Regions from separate parts of the Mus musculus genome. Here all the other regions are linked to region 4. The links are chromatin contacts, called in public Hi-C maps. All regions are on one chromosome and are shown on one strand. Each heading gives the region's core, a stretch centred on a gene start, on an enhancer-like site or on the middle of the called end of the contact. The rest is flanking DNA. Distances are from core to core; before and after follow the strand shown.

Region 1 (2,700 bases), core at 108-2,607, 310 kb before region 4:
TGAAAAGCACATTTTACTCTCTCTGGTCAGTCAAGAACAAACACCAGCTGATTTCAGCTGCTGTTATTTGATGTGTGAAAAATGGCTTTAAAAAAAACAAACAAACAGATTTCTCCATTTTTTTTTTCCCAAAGAATTTTGTTATCAGCAATGCTATGCAGCCTGGCATAAAACCCTTGACAATATCAAAGAGATGGTATTTTATAAATGGAACAGAGGGCAGAACACAATTCTCTTTCATGATATGGCCAGAAAAAAAAACAGATTACATTGAGTGACCCAAAGTACCCTGACTCCATTAGACCCCCAGTTCTTATTCACATAACATTCTTCCCTAGTAAAGAGATCATAAGGGAGAGGTTCGGGGACTGTCAGAAAGAGGAGCCCACCCTATTCATTTAGGTCTGATTTATGAACTGTTGGAACTGCTTCTCAAACTCTGCCTTCACAGCCTCTCCAGTGCCTGATAAACAATGTCCAAAAATCCTGCAGATTTGGGGAAAAAAAAAAATCTAATTCTTACATGTCCAAAGTCCCCTTCTGGACCCTGGGAGGAAGAAACATTGGAAACTCCGAAGAGCTGCCGGTGACAACTGTCTACTGTGTTTCCTGATACCAGGGAACAGAAATGAGGCTTGAAAGAGAAAACCCACAAAGTAGAGCCCCCACTCCCCCCAGATCCCTTTGAGCCAAATGCTGGCCGGTTGGATTGTCCAACACCCATCCCTCAGCCATTTTCCTTTTCATGTTGTGGTTTAGTCCCTAGAAATACACCTTTTGTTTCTTTCTTTGTTTGTTTGTTTCAAACTGGATGGAATTATAGAAAACAAAGTGTAAGTTCCCAGGCGCACAATTTTCTCACAGCCAGAAAAAGGGGGGGGGGGGGGAGAAGACGCGGATTCTTTTGTCTGTCCCCAGACCCTGTAGCTTTCTTTTTGAAAGAAAATGCTTAAAAAAAAAAATACAGAGGGAACAGTCATCTGGCAGTGGGTGAACATGATTATCTTTTAAAAATAATAATGGCGCCTAACATTACAGAAAAAAGGAAACTGTTCTCTTTGTTCTAAAGACTGTATATTTAATACAGATAAATATCTCTTAAGGCATAAGTACAAAAATCTTTTTTTTTTCCCCTTGGAGAACTGGTCAATTTGCTAGTCTAGACTTCTAGGAAAGCACCATGAAACTGTTATTTTTAGAGGGGCCAAATGATCTTCCAATGCAACCTTATCTGCCCCAGAAGTGAAATGAATCCAAGTTTTAGAATGGATTTGGCAGCTCCAGGGTCAGGTTCTGATATAGATCTGGGCTGACGTCATATCAACAAGGGTATCAAAAGGGTTGTATTTGTGAACTCTGTTCTTAACCAAGGACGGGTCCCCTGTCCGAGTCAGGGCTAAAGAGGGTTTCCTAGGCAACACCAAGGAAGGAGGAACTCTCTATATAAAACGGTTTGAGTGCCATCTGCTTCAAAGGGTAGCTTTTTTCTCTTTTGGTCTGGCATCTTGGCTTCTGAGATCAATTTGTGGGTCCTTTGACCCTCGGGAAGCCACTGGTTAGTGTCCTCACAGCATTTTGGGAGTTGGCTAAAAAAATACACATAATGCATTATTTCACAGAAAATATGAGTGTGTGGGAACTGAGGGGGCAGGGCATTCATGAGTAACACGCTTGGTGGACACATGAGATCAGCGTCTTCCCGTCCTCACCGCTCTGAAGAAGTAGTGGTGGGTGGACAGAGGTGCGGTAGTGGGGCGCAGCAGCTGGAACACAGAAGAAACAGTCATCTTGGCCATATTGAAACCTAATTTGCCACAGGCATGAGGCTGCCCAGGCATTGGGTACCCAAGGCCTCTTAGTTTCAGCTAAAATTGCCTTCTTTTTCTTTTTCTTAAACAATTTTTGAGATTTTAATTTATCTCTTATTTTTATTTTGTATATATGAGAGTTTTGCTAGCATATTGATGCACCACATGCTTGCTGTGCCCACAGAGGCCAGAAGACAATATCAGATCTCTGGGACTAGAGTTTAGGTAGTTATGAGCCACTGTGTAGGTGCTAGGAATGGAACTAAGGTTCTCTGGAAGAACTACCAGTGTTCTTAACTGCTGAGCCATCTCTCTAGTCCACTTTGAAATTTCAAGAGAAAAGTCCACAGTAACTCACATTTATGTATGTATGTATGTATGTATGTATGTATGTATGTATGTATTTATTTTTGCGACAGTCTCTCTACATAGTCCTGGAATTCATTTTCTAGACAAGGCTGGCCTCGAACTCACAGAGATCTACCTGCCTTTGCCTCCCAAATGCTAGGATTAAAGGTGTGTGCTACTCTGCCTGGTGATTCAGTAACTTAAATATATATATCAAACTTCCCTTGAGCATCAAAGTAATTGTTTAACAACAGATTGATGCAAATTTGAAATATATGAATTAGAGCAATTTGGAATTTATTTTGTTAGAATGATCCATGACCTTTAAGTTTGAAGAAACCATGAAATCTTGGATATTTAGCTTGTTTTTCCTCTGATATTTTCTAATTTAGAAGATGCAAAATCCCACCTGATACCACCATAGCAGCAAGTGTGTTGAGCACTCATATTATCTATCTATCTATAAATTATTAGTTCTCCTGAATGTCTAGCGTGGGAGATTTTCATTTAAGAAGAAAGAGAGTCCATGATAGCAACCTAACAT
Region 2 (2,700 bases), core at 184-2,683, 380 kb before region 4:
CCTCCATTGTTTTGACAATGCTTAGGACACAATTTGTTTTACATTTCGACTGAAATAAATTCAGGTTGGGGGTCATTCATTCCCTCCATCCAGTGAACTAGCCCTAGTAAGAGTAATTTTCGAGGACAGTCTTTAATGTACTTTCTGACAGGAATGGGTACCTCTTAGCTGTCTCTTTCCTGGTCATCTCTGATAATGTCTAGCTTCCTTTTAATATTTACTGGTGAAATCTCCATTCTCTGAGCAATCCTTATCCACAGCGAAGGAGGCTCTTTAGAGAGAGCTTCGGAACCTTCTGCTCTTATGGATGCTGTAGTTCTTTTGAATCCCTATTCTGGCTGTCAAGCAGGGGAGAAGTGCCTCTGATCTTGGCTGACTTCATCTCTTGTGAAATCTTTGCCCTTTGAGCAAGCTGGGGTCCCTGTACTTGGCATATCAAGCACCCATACTCTTGGCTACGCCGACTAGGAATTATATTTTCAGCCTGGAGCAGAGAGGAGAAACACGTTGCCACATTCCCATTGGTAAGACACACACTTCTTAACTAGGAGAAGGGACTAGGGGAAGAGGAAGCCATATCTGTCAGCCAGGCTCCCAGTTAGAGCTGAAAATCCACAAAGTTGCCTAGGAGTGGTGAAGCTGAGAATCCAGTAAGTTGCCCAGGAATTGAGGTGCTAGCTGGTCGTGGTTTAAGTATTATGGGCTCTCTGTTATTACAAGGAGTTATCAGATTGTCTTGAATAGATGTTTCTGTCTTTCAGTGGACCCTTGGGACAGTTTCTAGACACTCAGAAAATGATTTTCATCAGCTATGATTGTTTCACTAGAAAGTAGGCCCTAAGGGATCTTCAGACTGCTGGAAGTAGAAGCGAGAGCCACTTCTTTGCAATCTAAAAATGCTCTTAATTACAATCCAATCTAAAAGCACTCTTAAATGCGAATAAACATGCCAGAATGTGGCTGTGTTTTAGAAAGTTGAGATGGATCTAAAATACTGAATGAAGAAATGTGTATGCACCAAAGTTCCAGTAGGAAGTAGACATTAATAGCATATTTAAAAGCTCAACTGAAGGCCTGAAGAGGAGTGGTATAATGCAGTGGTCAAGGGCTTGTGTAGCTTGTATGAGGACCTGGTTTCACTCCAACACCTAAAATAACAAACAAATAAACAAAACCACCCCCTGCCCCTGGCAATATGAGTAAGGCTAAAAGTGATAACCAAAGCATGACAGAGGCCAGGAAAAGACATCAGTTTCTGCTTGCCTCAAAGAAGGCTCAAGGAAGTGGTTTTTCAGAAACACACTGGAGCTCTTGGCAGAGAAATGTTTTACCAGACAGGAGCTTTATGTCCGGGATCACAGTCAGTTGGCCTGGAGGACAGGAAGGAAGGAGGCTGGCGTGGGAGGAAGCTCACTTCCAGAAGTGCTCACTACACTCAATTTCTGATCTCCTGCCAATTCCTCTACCTAGTGGAAGCCAGAGGACAAAGCAAGCTAGAGGGCTGCTGTGCACTCATCTCCTGGAGATCACATTGGGGCAAAGTGGGGTATAGATCTGCAGTACCAGTATGGGCACCCGCCCTTGATGTGTGACCATTCCCCCCCCCCCCGAATAGATGGTTTCAGAGCTTCACTGAGTAGTGTGACACAGTCGCACTTCTCCCAGCATGCACCTCTGCCAGCATCCATGAAGTTCACCTTCAGGAGTTGCACTGTGTCTTGAGATAGTCAAAAGCTACTTTCAGTCAGCCTGGGAGGTAGATGCAAAGATGCTATCGAAGGTTACAGAGCTCTGGAAGACTGGTAGGGAGGCTGTTTAATGCATCAATTATCAAGGAGCACCGCCTTCGTTTTGTGGGTCAGTTGTCCAATAGATAGCATAACAATAACATGAGCTTAGAAGGTGGGGAAGAGAGAAATCTTGCAAAGGGTCTCTTTTTGGTTAGTGACAATGGGAGAACGTCTGCAATGAATCACTCCATATCCAGCACTGGTGACATTGGACTGTCTCAGCAACAGCCCAGTGAGTCAGCTGGAATAACTCACGCATGCTGATGTGAATGAGGACAAGCGTCTCCCCGCCTTCCGGATCTTTCTCCATAAGCCCCACCCCAACCCCGTTTCAGCAGGGTTTCATGCAGGCATTTACCAGAGTTACCCTAGAAGTCACATCCTAGCCTCTGGGGCTCCCACTTCCTCTCCCCACTATGTCTACCTTCTTAGTTGTTCCCATGACGTTCTTTTGTTTCTCTTTATAGTTTCTCAAACTTTTTTCTGCTCTATGGTTCCAGAGCATCTAAGATGTATACAATATTATATAAAAATAGTACTTGATGTGGGGACCTAAGAGACAGAGTGGAATCTCTGGAGATTTCTGTAGGTGATATGGAAAGCAGAGCAGAGATCTTGGAAACAGACTTGGTGGTGTGGCGTTGGAGTTAGACAGACTTCTTGGTGGGCAAATGGATAGGGGAGGGGCCGTGGCTAGGTGATAAAGGCGGCAGACTTGCAAGATGTCTGGCTTCTTTCTCCCTTTCCTGATCTGAGATGAAATCCTGGCAGCTTAAAACAAAGGCCCATGGGCTTTATCTCCCACCAGTGACATCCCCTCCACCCCCGCTGACTAGGGGTGGGGTGGGGTGGGGCTAACAAGTTCAGAGATGGATCAGGACGCATTTACAGACAGTCGTGGGCCTATAAG
Region 3 (2,700 bases), core at 149-2,648, 280 kb before region 4:
CTTCCTTCCTTTCTTCCTTCCCTTCTATCTTTTTCTGTCTCTCCCATCTTTCTCCTCTCCCCCCTCCCTTTCTCACTCTTTTGCTATAGCTTGAGTGATCTCTGGGAAGAAATTTAATGACAACCTATCATTTCATCAGTATCCAACTGCGTACAAGTTTATGCTCTACCAGACACCATGGAACATAGCCAGCTCAACTTCCTGCCCACTGAGGAGGCAGTGGTATCTTCACAGTGCCTGGCTCATAGCAGTTGTTTACTAGTAAGCATTAGTTTCCTTCAGCCCAAGGAGCTTATGGCAAGCCGTGGTCGCAGCCTTGTCCAGAATTCCTTCAATAACCATAGTATGATTTTATGATATTCTAGTCTAATAGTAAGTAGTTCTTCCTCAATATATAAACACTATGAAATAGTGGACTTCAAGGACTTTGCTGTGTTCAATGCTAAATTCCTTAAGACCTTAAACATGGTATATGTTTTAAAATATATACTCTTCTGAATGAATGCATAAATACGTGAATAATTATGGGAAAGGTATTGGTTCTAGTTTAGTTTCTGTTGCGGTAACAAACCTCATGACCAAAACAACTTGGAAGGAAAGGGTTTATTTCATTTTATACTTCACCATTGAGGGGAGTCGGGACAGAACTCAAGGCAGGAGTCTGGAGGGAAGAACTGGCGCAGAGACCATGGAAGAACGCTGTTTACTGACTTTTCCTGGCTACTCAACTACCTTTCTTATACAGCCCAGACCCACCTGCCCAGGGATAGTGTGAACCACAGAGGGCTGCACCCTGCCATATCAATCAGCAGTCAAGGAAGAACCCACAGACACCTCCACAGGCCAGTTGATGGACGCCTGTCTTAGCTTCTTTTCTGTTGCTGGGATAAACTGCCATGGTCAGGGCTACTTAAGGAAGAAAGAGTCTATTTTGGTCTCTGGATTCCAGAGTTTTAAGAATCCATCATGGCCAGGCAGCAAGTGGTAAACATGCTAGTAAAAGCAGGGAGCTTACTCTAGGAAGGAGAGAGAGGGAGAGATGGAGAGAGAGAGAGAGAGAGAGAGAGAGAGAGAGATGTTGGAGTGGTGCTGTCTGTAAGCTCTCAAAGCCTATCCTCCAGGGACATGTTTCCTTCAGCAAGATGCACCTCTTAAAGCTGCACAAACAGGACTAACAACTAGAGACCAAGTGTTCAAATATCTGAGGCTGTGGGGGCCATTTCTCATGAAACCAGCACAAGGTCAGCTTCTCAGTTGAGGTTCCCTCTTCCCAAGTGTATCACCTTGACAACCGATGCTAACGATGTCAGAAGCAGCAGCTGCTCTAGCGATGCACTGACTTTTAAAGGGAAGAGCTGATGTACCAGTCCAGAGAGTGACCTCTCGGGGAGTTACATGAAGTCACATGACACTATAGTAGGTGAATGACTCTTAGGCCATTGCCTGAACGTTCTATGGTGGTATTCATGGTTCAGACCAAGGGGAGGGGACTGAATGAGCATGTCTGGATGGCATTTATCCTCAGTGTAAGGAGAGGCTGTCCAACTTTGGATCCCATGAAACACATTTTGAAATATTTACAGTTGTCTCTCATCCATTCTTGCTCTTTCTATACAGCCCATCCACACTCCACAGATTTATAGCCAGTCAGCTTAATCCCTGCATTGTGAAATGATATGAAATCAAGCCATCAAGAGACCAAGAAGATGAAAATTGAGATGAAAAAAAAAATCTCTCTCAGTGGGTCTTCTGCCAGATGAGGCTATATGCTTGGGGCAGCTAGCTAACTCTTAAATAAGAAGACAAAATAAGGAAATAAAAAAATCAATACCTTTGATCTTTCTTAAAAAGTGCTCAAATATCCCAATGTTGTCTCCTACAGCCTTTATAAATCTTTCACTGGGGGCCTCAGAAAACTCCAAATCACATAACACAGCCATCAGGTTTCCAATCCAAGGAGAAAAGTGCTTTTCAAAGCAGTATGTGCCAAGCCCACCTTCACCTGGATAACATTTGTTAGCCAACCATGTGCTGTGTCCCTCTGTGTTTGTTGATCAATGTTGCAGTCACACTGACCGGAAGGGTGCTCTGTCCTGATTTCAGAGTGAGTTTTAAGCCACTTTGAAAACCCTTTAACTTGTGGGTTTGCCTCACTCTGTTTGAGTCCAAATTGCACAATAATATAATGAAGCAAGTCCTGTGGGACTCTCTGTGTCATATTAAATTTCAGGAAACCACAACCTTTGCACGTCTCCTCTGATTGCTCCCCTCCCCCCCCCCCCCCCCCCCCCCGACTGTGGCCCTATCCTGTGGCATCTGGCTGCTTTCTGGCTTGGTATTCAACAAGGTTGAAAACCCATTGCATCAGAGTCTCCTCTGACACTTTGGAAACCTCCTCCTTCTCGTCATTAAGCACTCCTGTCCTTTCTGAGTAATCAAAGCTTTATTGTAAAAACCTACTTAAATCCCCAAAGAGCTTTGAAACATTCGTTTCACTTTTCTGTCTGCTTCAATGGATATTTTATGTGAATTGTGAACTTGGGAAACATAAAAGGGGAAAATTAAAAAGACATATGCACGTTCTGTAAGAATCAGTAAGAAAGCCATGAACAACATTTTAGTGAGTAAACCATGAATGTGGGATGCATTTAGCTAGCTTGATATAGTCTTTCCATTTTCTTTATGATCCGCTCACATAAG
Region 4 (2,700 bases), core at 27-2,526:
TATTTCACCCTTCATCAGGGAAAAATCACCAAAGACTATGAAAAAGTGCATGCTACAATTTTGCATTTTACACAGTTGAGGACTCCATTAGGTGAAAACATTTCAGTTCATTTTATCTCAGTCCTGTGTGTGTGTGTGTGTGTATCTGTGCTTGTGCAAACACATGTGTGGATGTGTGTATGTATGTGCACATGCATGCGTGTGCATGTGTGTACATGTGTGAGTGAGTGTGTGTGCCTGTGTTTGTGAGTGTACATGTGTGTGCACATGCGCATACATGGGCATGCATGCTTGCATTCGTGCATGTGTATGTGTGTGTGTTCAAGTAGAGCCATAAAGTAACTCAGACTGGAAGTGAAAGAGTTTTACATTCTGTTTCTTAAAGAGAAGTCACATCGACAGAAGGCAAGAAGTACAGTATGAGGCATAAATTTGTTTCCTGCCATCTTAAGCCCTTCTTTGTGTCAGATTTCATTTGTTTAGTGAGATGTAATGTGGAACAAAATCTGGAGCCAAGAAACTTGGTCAACTCCACCCACACCGTTCGAATACCTTAAAATATTTATTGTGGTTTTGTTGTTGATATTTATTGCTAGGTTCTCATTGTTTTGTTTGGTTGTTGTTTGTTCTCCCATAGAGACATCATGCCTAGCCATAGGCATTAATTCATTTTGGGGAAAACATTTAAAATTCACACGTTGATTATGAGTGCCATTTCAGCAGACTCCTAGATTTCCGTTAATGATTTATTTATTTATCTGTATGTGTGTGGAGAGGGCACTGGGTCACAGCACATACGTGAAGGTCAGAGTGGACTTTGAAGTTCTTTCTTCACACACGATTCTTTATGTGGGGATCAGACTCAGGTCTACAGGCTTGTGGGAGGCGAGCACCTTACCCTGAGCCATCTTGCTGGCCCAAATTTAAGACATGAAATACCACCTGTATTCAGAAACAAAAAGATTTGGGGTGGGGGGAGATAATCCACAAGAATACAAAATATTATAATAATAAATTAACTCCATAAGTATTAAGATTAAATACTAAGATTAAACTAATCTTCCTAAGAGTGTCCCAAAGTGAACGATGAGAGCCCAAGGCAGTGTGAGTCCTCGCTCTGACTGTGCTGTGAGAGAGATACTAGTTAACTTCTCCTGTGGACAAAGGGAGACTTGCTAACCACCTTTAAAATTGCTTCCAGTCCTTCACTAACAGTCAGAGACCCAGAGCACCCGTCCACCACTCATGCAATCATGTTTTGTTTGTTTTTCAATGACAGGGTTTCACTGTGTAACTCTGGCTACTTTGTGGACCAGGCTGGCCTCAGACTCATAGAGATCCACCTGCCTCTTCCTCCCAAGTGCTGGGATTAGAGTTGCATGCCTCCCATATCCAGAATACGCTCATTGTTTTTATGTGCTGGGGACATCCTCCTCCGCTCAGCCCTTAGACATTGTCAGGGTAGGATAGGTGATTGCTTCCGCAACTATGTAGCTCAGAGCAGCCTGCATTTTTGCTGGACTTTGGTTTAAGAGTGAGTTACTTGCCGGGCGTGGTGGCGCATGCCTTTAATTCCAGCACTTAGGAGGCAGAGGCAGGCGGATTTCTGAGTTCAAGGCCAGCCTAGTCTACAAAGTGAGTTCCAGGACAGCCAGGGCTATAACAAAGGAACCCTGTCTCGAAAAACAAAACAAAACAAAACAAAACAAAACAAAACCAAGAGTGAGTTACTTAACATTTTTAAAAATTGAATCCAGTTGCTTTGTTTTGCTTTTTGAGTCTCATCTAGCCCTGGGTGGCCTCAAACTTACTATGTAGCCAATGATGACCTTGAACTTCTGACCATGCCTCCTGTCTCTTGTTTCCAAAAGGCTGGGGTCACAGGTGTGCACATTACACCTGGTCAACTTAATATAGTTTAAAAATCTGATTACAAATGAGCCATAAATTCAGAAAACACATATTTAGGAGGATTGGATTTTCCAATGATACAAGCCAAGAATAGAAGTTTATTTTTGTGTTCACAGTCAGTTTTTGCAGGGCAATTTTTGAAATTTATTTTCTTTTAAGACCTTTTCTTTTAAAAATAAGTCTATTCACATATATCTTGCTGCAAGCATTGAGGGTAGATCTGCTGATGGACAGGAAGAGTCACCTAGCGGGAGTTTTACCTGTTGACTTTGTTCCCTGTTTCTAAAAAGGGCAATGTCAAAAACCCATTGAACACAGAAGAGATTTCAGGGCAAGCGGATGAGTGTTTGACCCTAGATAGCAGGCTCAGTGTTTATCTCAATGGAGGCTTTGCTCAAGGGCTCATGCCTAGCCTTTGAGGCTCCGATGGCTGAAAGACCGTGTCTGAGCCTTGCCCTGTTTGTTCTTCCTACTAGGTTGGTAGAGATGTTCAAACTAACAAAAGGTAGCAGGAATTTGGTTTGTCAATAAGCAACCAGGAAAGCACAGCTCTCAGCAAATTAGGTAGAGAAAGAACCTTTCGGGTCAAAAAAAATCATGAATGTTTAACTTCTCCAGGGTCACTATTATCGGAAATCACTCTTTCTGACCTTACTGTCAACTGATTTTGAAAGTGTATAATGTGGCACCCTACAAGTGAAGATCTCACAGTGGGCATTGCTATTAGAAGTGTAAAAGGTCCAGGGAGGTGGATGGTCGGGATCACACAACTAGCCAGCATCAAAGGGG
Region 5 (2,700 bases), core at 188-2,687, 400 kb before region 4:
TTTATAGCTCTCAAGACGCAACCCTAGCAAACAAACTCTCCCTCTCCAGTGTCAGAGAGCATTTGTTTATTCACCCATTCATTTTGTTGCTAGGAAATGAGCTCAGGGCCTCACACATGCAAAGCACATGTTCTACCATGGAGCTGGCCTCTGACAAGAGAAGTTAAGTTTCATTGTTTCCCCTTACTTACAAAGATTGTGTGTGTGTGTGTGTGTGTGTGTGTGTGTGTGTGTGTGTGTGTGTGAGAGAGAGAGAGAGAGAGAGAGAGAGAGAGAGAGAGAGAGAGAGAGAGAGAGAGAGGTTTGAGAAGCCCTCATGCTCAGGGAAACGAATTGGCCAGAGCTACCTTAGAGGCCATGAGGTGTTATCCTCTCTGCCCCGGGACTGACTGCCTTTCTGAATGCTCGTGGTCTTCGGCCATGTTGCTCAGAAATACCCTTCCTGATATCCTTATTGAAACATAATTTTATCCCCTGTATTGAAAAAGGAGACTCTTCCAGGCCATCTCCTTGTTCCCAAACAAATCTAGCTGCCGGAAGCTCTCAGATCTTGTCAACAGGCTCAGAGGTGTGCCTTCCCTCTGTGCAGGAAAGGGTCAGTTCACATCTGAGATGTCTGTCTTCTGTCTGAAGTTTCCATTTTCCAGATTTTTTTGAGGCTTCTCAACTAACAATGGATCAGGTATTCTGATGCTTTTAGATGCTTTAGATCTGTAGTTGATACTTCTATCTATCGATCGATCTATCTATCTATCTATCTATCTATCTATCTATCTATCTATCTATCTATCTAATAAATTGAGACTGTGTCTATCCATGTAACCCTGGCTGTCCTGGAACTTAGCATAGATCCTTCTGGCTCTGCCTCCTGACTGCTGGGATTAAAGGTATGCTCTATACCAGTGACTGCTTGCAGTTAATACTTCTTGTTGTTTTGAGACAGGGTCTCACTTTGTAGTCCTGACTGGCCAGGAACTTAACTAGGTAGACCTGGTTGGCTTTGAACTTACAAAGACCCTCCTGACTCTACCTCTCAGGTGCTATAATTAACAGGTGCCATCACGCCTGCCAGTTAACACTTCTAAAAATACTTGAAGAAAGCAGTTTTTGGTGACCTCTTAATCTAGTTTCCTTATGTGTTTATAACTGAAAATTTACCTTTCTTTAGTAGTTGTATACATTAGTCTCTGTTCAGTTGTATGAACGGATACATCTGATCTGCAGTTGCTGTCATTTTTAGTCATTCTCTGGGCTTGTTAATTTATAACTCTGGCTTCTGAGAAACTACTGTTGATGAAAATTCTGAAATCATTCAAAGAGCTAATGAAATGTTCAGCTCTGAATTCACCTCCAAAAAAGGGGTAGGAGTGAGCTTTTGGATGAAGCATTCGGTGTCCTCAGATGCCCTGCTAAGCAAGGGAGACCCATTGCCAACTGCCCTGTGTACACGTGGCCTCGTTATCTTGTCTGTCCTGGGAATGGCTCTTCATAGAGTTAGTGTAGGTGTGGTCCAGGCAGTGATCTGGAGTCAGGGAAACTGATGGCTGCCGTCCAGCTGGGACCCTCTGCCATCTTGTTTGCAGTCCCTGCTGTGGTGGGAGGCTTTTCTCTCTTCCTAAAGCCAATTATTTGAAGTGATCAAGAGCTCTTGCTTACAGATAGGTTGAATTCCAATGGTTTGTTCCAAAGACAAATGTTTTGAACTTGAAAACAATTCTCCCCCCACCCCCAACAAGGGTAATAAAAGAAGCAAAAGGCTCATAGAAATCTATTTGATTTCCAATTGCCAAGGAAAGCAGCAGAGTAGCTGAGGTCTGATTTGGAAGCAAAGACGGCCTTCACAAATGTGTTATTCACAACTGAAAATCAAACAGGGAAGTTAATTATAAAACATAGATTTTATAATGACCCTGTTAATTAGATAAACATGAGATGCTGGGCTCAGTTGTGTGCACCTATTCAGAAGGCTGAGATGGGAAGGTGGTTTGAGTTCAGGAGTTTGAGACCAGCCTGGAAAACATAGCAAGCCTTTGTTATAAGAAAAAATAAAAAGGGCTGGGGGGGGGGGAGGGAGGGAGGGAGGGAGGGAGAGAGAGAGAGAGAGAGAGAGAGAGAGAGAGAGAGAGAGAGAGAGAGCGCTAGCTCAGTGGTTAAGGCTGGTGGCTCAGAATCCTCTCCAGTCTCAGGGGATCTGATGCTCTCTTCTTGGTATGTAAAGCACAGACATACATGTAGGCAAAATATCTGTTCATAGAAAATAAAGAGGAAAAAAAAAGTTGACATGGAAGTTAGAGACATGTAGATTGTCGAGGTGAAAATTCTCAGGGCATTTCAAAGTTAGGAAAGTTTTACTTTATAGTGACTGTAATGATCAACCAGTACCAGTCAGCCACCCTAGGACTCAAGTTTAATCACAGAGAAGGTATGTAGAGAAAAAGAGGAGATATATTGATTCAGTTTCCTAGAACTTGGATAAAGTAGTTTACTGGAGACCCAATTCTGGGTCAACTCTTCTAGGGAAAAGAAGGGCTGAGCTGATGCTATCAAGGGCCCAGGAGCAGGCAAGCCCTTCAGAATTGTCTCATCTCAACATAAGGTCCATGCCTCCTCATGGACCAGTATGTGCTGTGGGCTGCTCCCAGGAGTGAGGCATCAGGAACATCCTGGGGAAACATTCTCCCAAGTGCCCTAGTCCCCCAA

What was found. A called contact is a pair of places that touch in the nucleus more often than the background predicts.
Region 1: a contact with region 4 is called in a Hi-C map of liver, with 4 times the contacts expected there. The contact joins two enhancer-like sites. A contact is called at or near these places in 1 of 484 Hi-C or Micro-C datasets (liver) and 1 of 115 datasets of contacts at active chromatin or transcription factors (pancreatic cancer cells).
Region 2: a contact with region 4 is called in a Hi-C map of liver, with 2.5 times the contacts expected there. The contact joins two enhancer-like sites. A contact is called at or near these places in 11 of 39 promoter capture datasets (the 3T3-L1 cell line, 3T3-L1-derived adipocytes, the C10 cell line and 8 more), 3 of 484 Hi-C or Micro-C datasets (embryonic heart, liver and uterus), 4 of 115 datasets of contacts at active chromatin or transcription factors (embryonic fibroblasts, embryonic stem cells, fibro-adipogenic progenitors and 1 more) and 2 of 9 other capture datasets (embryonic stem cells and pancreatic islet).
Region 3: a Hi-C map of liver shows a contact between it and region 4, with 4 times the contacts expected there. The contact joins two enhancer-like sites. A contact is called at or near these places in 5 of 484 Hi-C or Micro-C datasets (adipose-derived mesenchymal stem cells, embryonic fibroblasts, liver and 1 more), 4 of 115 datasets of contacts at active chromatin or transcription factors (embryonic fibroblasts, hepatocytes, liver and 1 more) and 2 of 9 other capture datasets (adipose tissue and embryonic stem cells).
Region 5: a Hi-C map of liver shows a contact between it and region 4, with 2.7 times the contacts expected there. The contact joins two enhancer-like sites. A contact is called at or near these places in 1 of 484 Hi-C or Micro-C datasets (liver), 2 of 115 datasets of contacts at active chromatin or transcription factors (embryonic fibroblasts and hepatocytes) and 1 of 9 other capture datasets (embryonic stem cells).

The regions. Positions count from the first base shown.
Region 1 is chr1:71,939,693-71,942,392 of GRCm38.p6, reverse strand. No RefSeq gene overlaps it. Among named protein-coding and RNA genes, the nearest start is that of Gm28818, 42 kb to the right of the region's middle. Within about 2 kb of position 1,357, at least 2 of the 459 cell types and tissues checked have an H3K27ac peak or open chromatin away from gene starts, as enhancers often do. A contact at or near this core is called in liver, where this site is marked.
Region 2 is chr1:72,013,439-72,016,138 of GRCm38.p6, reverse strand. No RefSeq gene overlaps it. Among named protein-coding and RNA genes, the nearest start is that of 4933417E11Rik, 9.6 kb to the right of the region's middle. Within about 2 kb of position 1,433, at least 44 of the 459 cell types and tissues checked have an H3K27ac peak or open chromatin away from gene starts, as enhancers often do. A contact at or near this core is called in liver, where this site is marked.
Region 3 is chr1:71,912,134-71,914,833 of GRCm38.p6, reverse strand. No RefSeq gene overlaps it. Among named protein-coding and RNA genes, the nearest start is that of Gm28818, 14 kb to the right of the region's middle. Within about 2 kb of position 1,398, at least 42 of the 459 cell types and tissues checked have an H3K27ac peak or open chromatin away from gene starts, as enhancers often do. A contact at or near this core is called in hepatocytes and liver, where this site is marked.
Region 4 is chr1:71,634,412-71,637,111 of GRCm38.p6, reverse strand. All of the region lies in intron 12 of Fn1 (fibronectin 1), which reads left to right. Among named protein-coding and RNA genes, the nearest start is that of Fn1, 17 kb to the left of the region's middle. Within about 2 kb of position 1,276, at least 13 of the 459 cell types and tissues checked have an H3K27ac peak or open chromatin away from gene starts, as enhancers often do. A contact at or near this core is called in hepatocytes and liver, where this site is marked.
Region 5 is chr1:72,031,183-72,033,882 of GRCm38.p6, reverse strand. No RefSeq gene overlaps it. Among named protein-coding and RNA genes, the nearest start is that of 4933417E11Rik, 27 kb to the right of the region's middle. Within about 2 kb of position 1,437, at least 9 of the 459 cell types and tissues checked have an H3K27ac peak or open chromatin away from gene starts, as enhancers often do. A contact at or near this core is called in hepatocytes and liver, where this site is marked.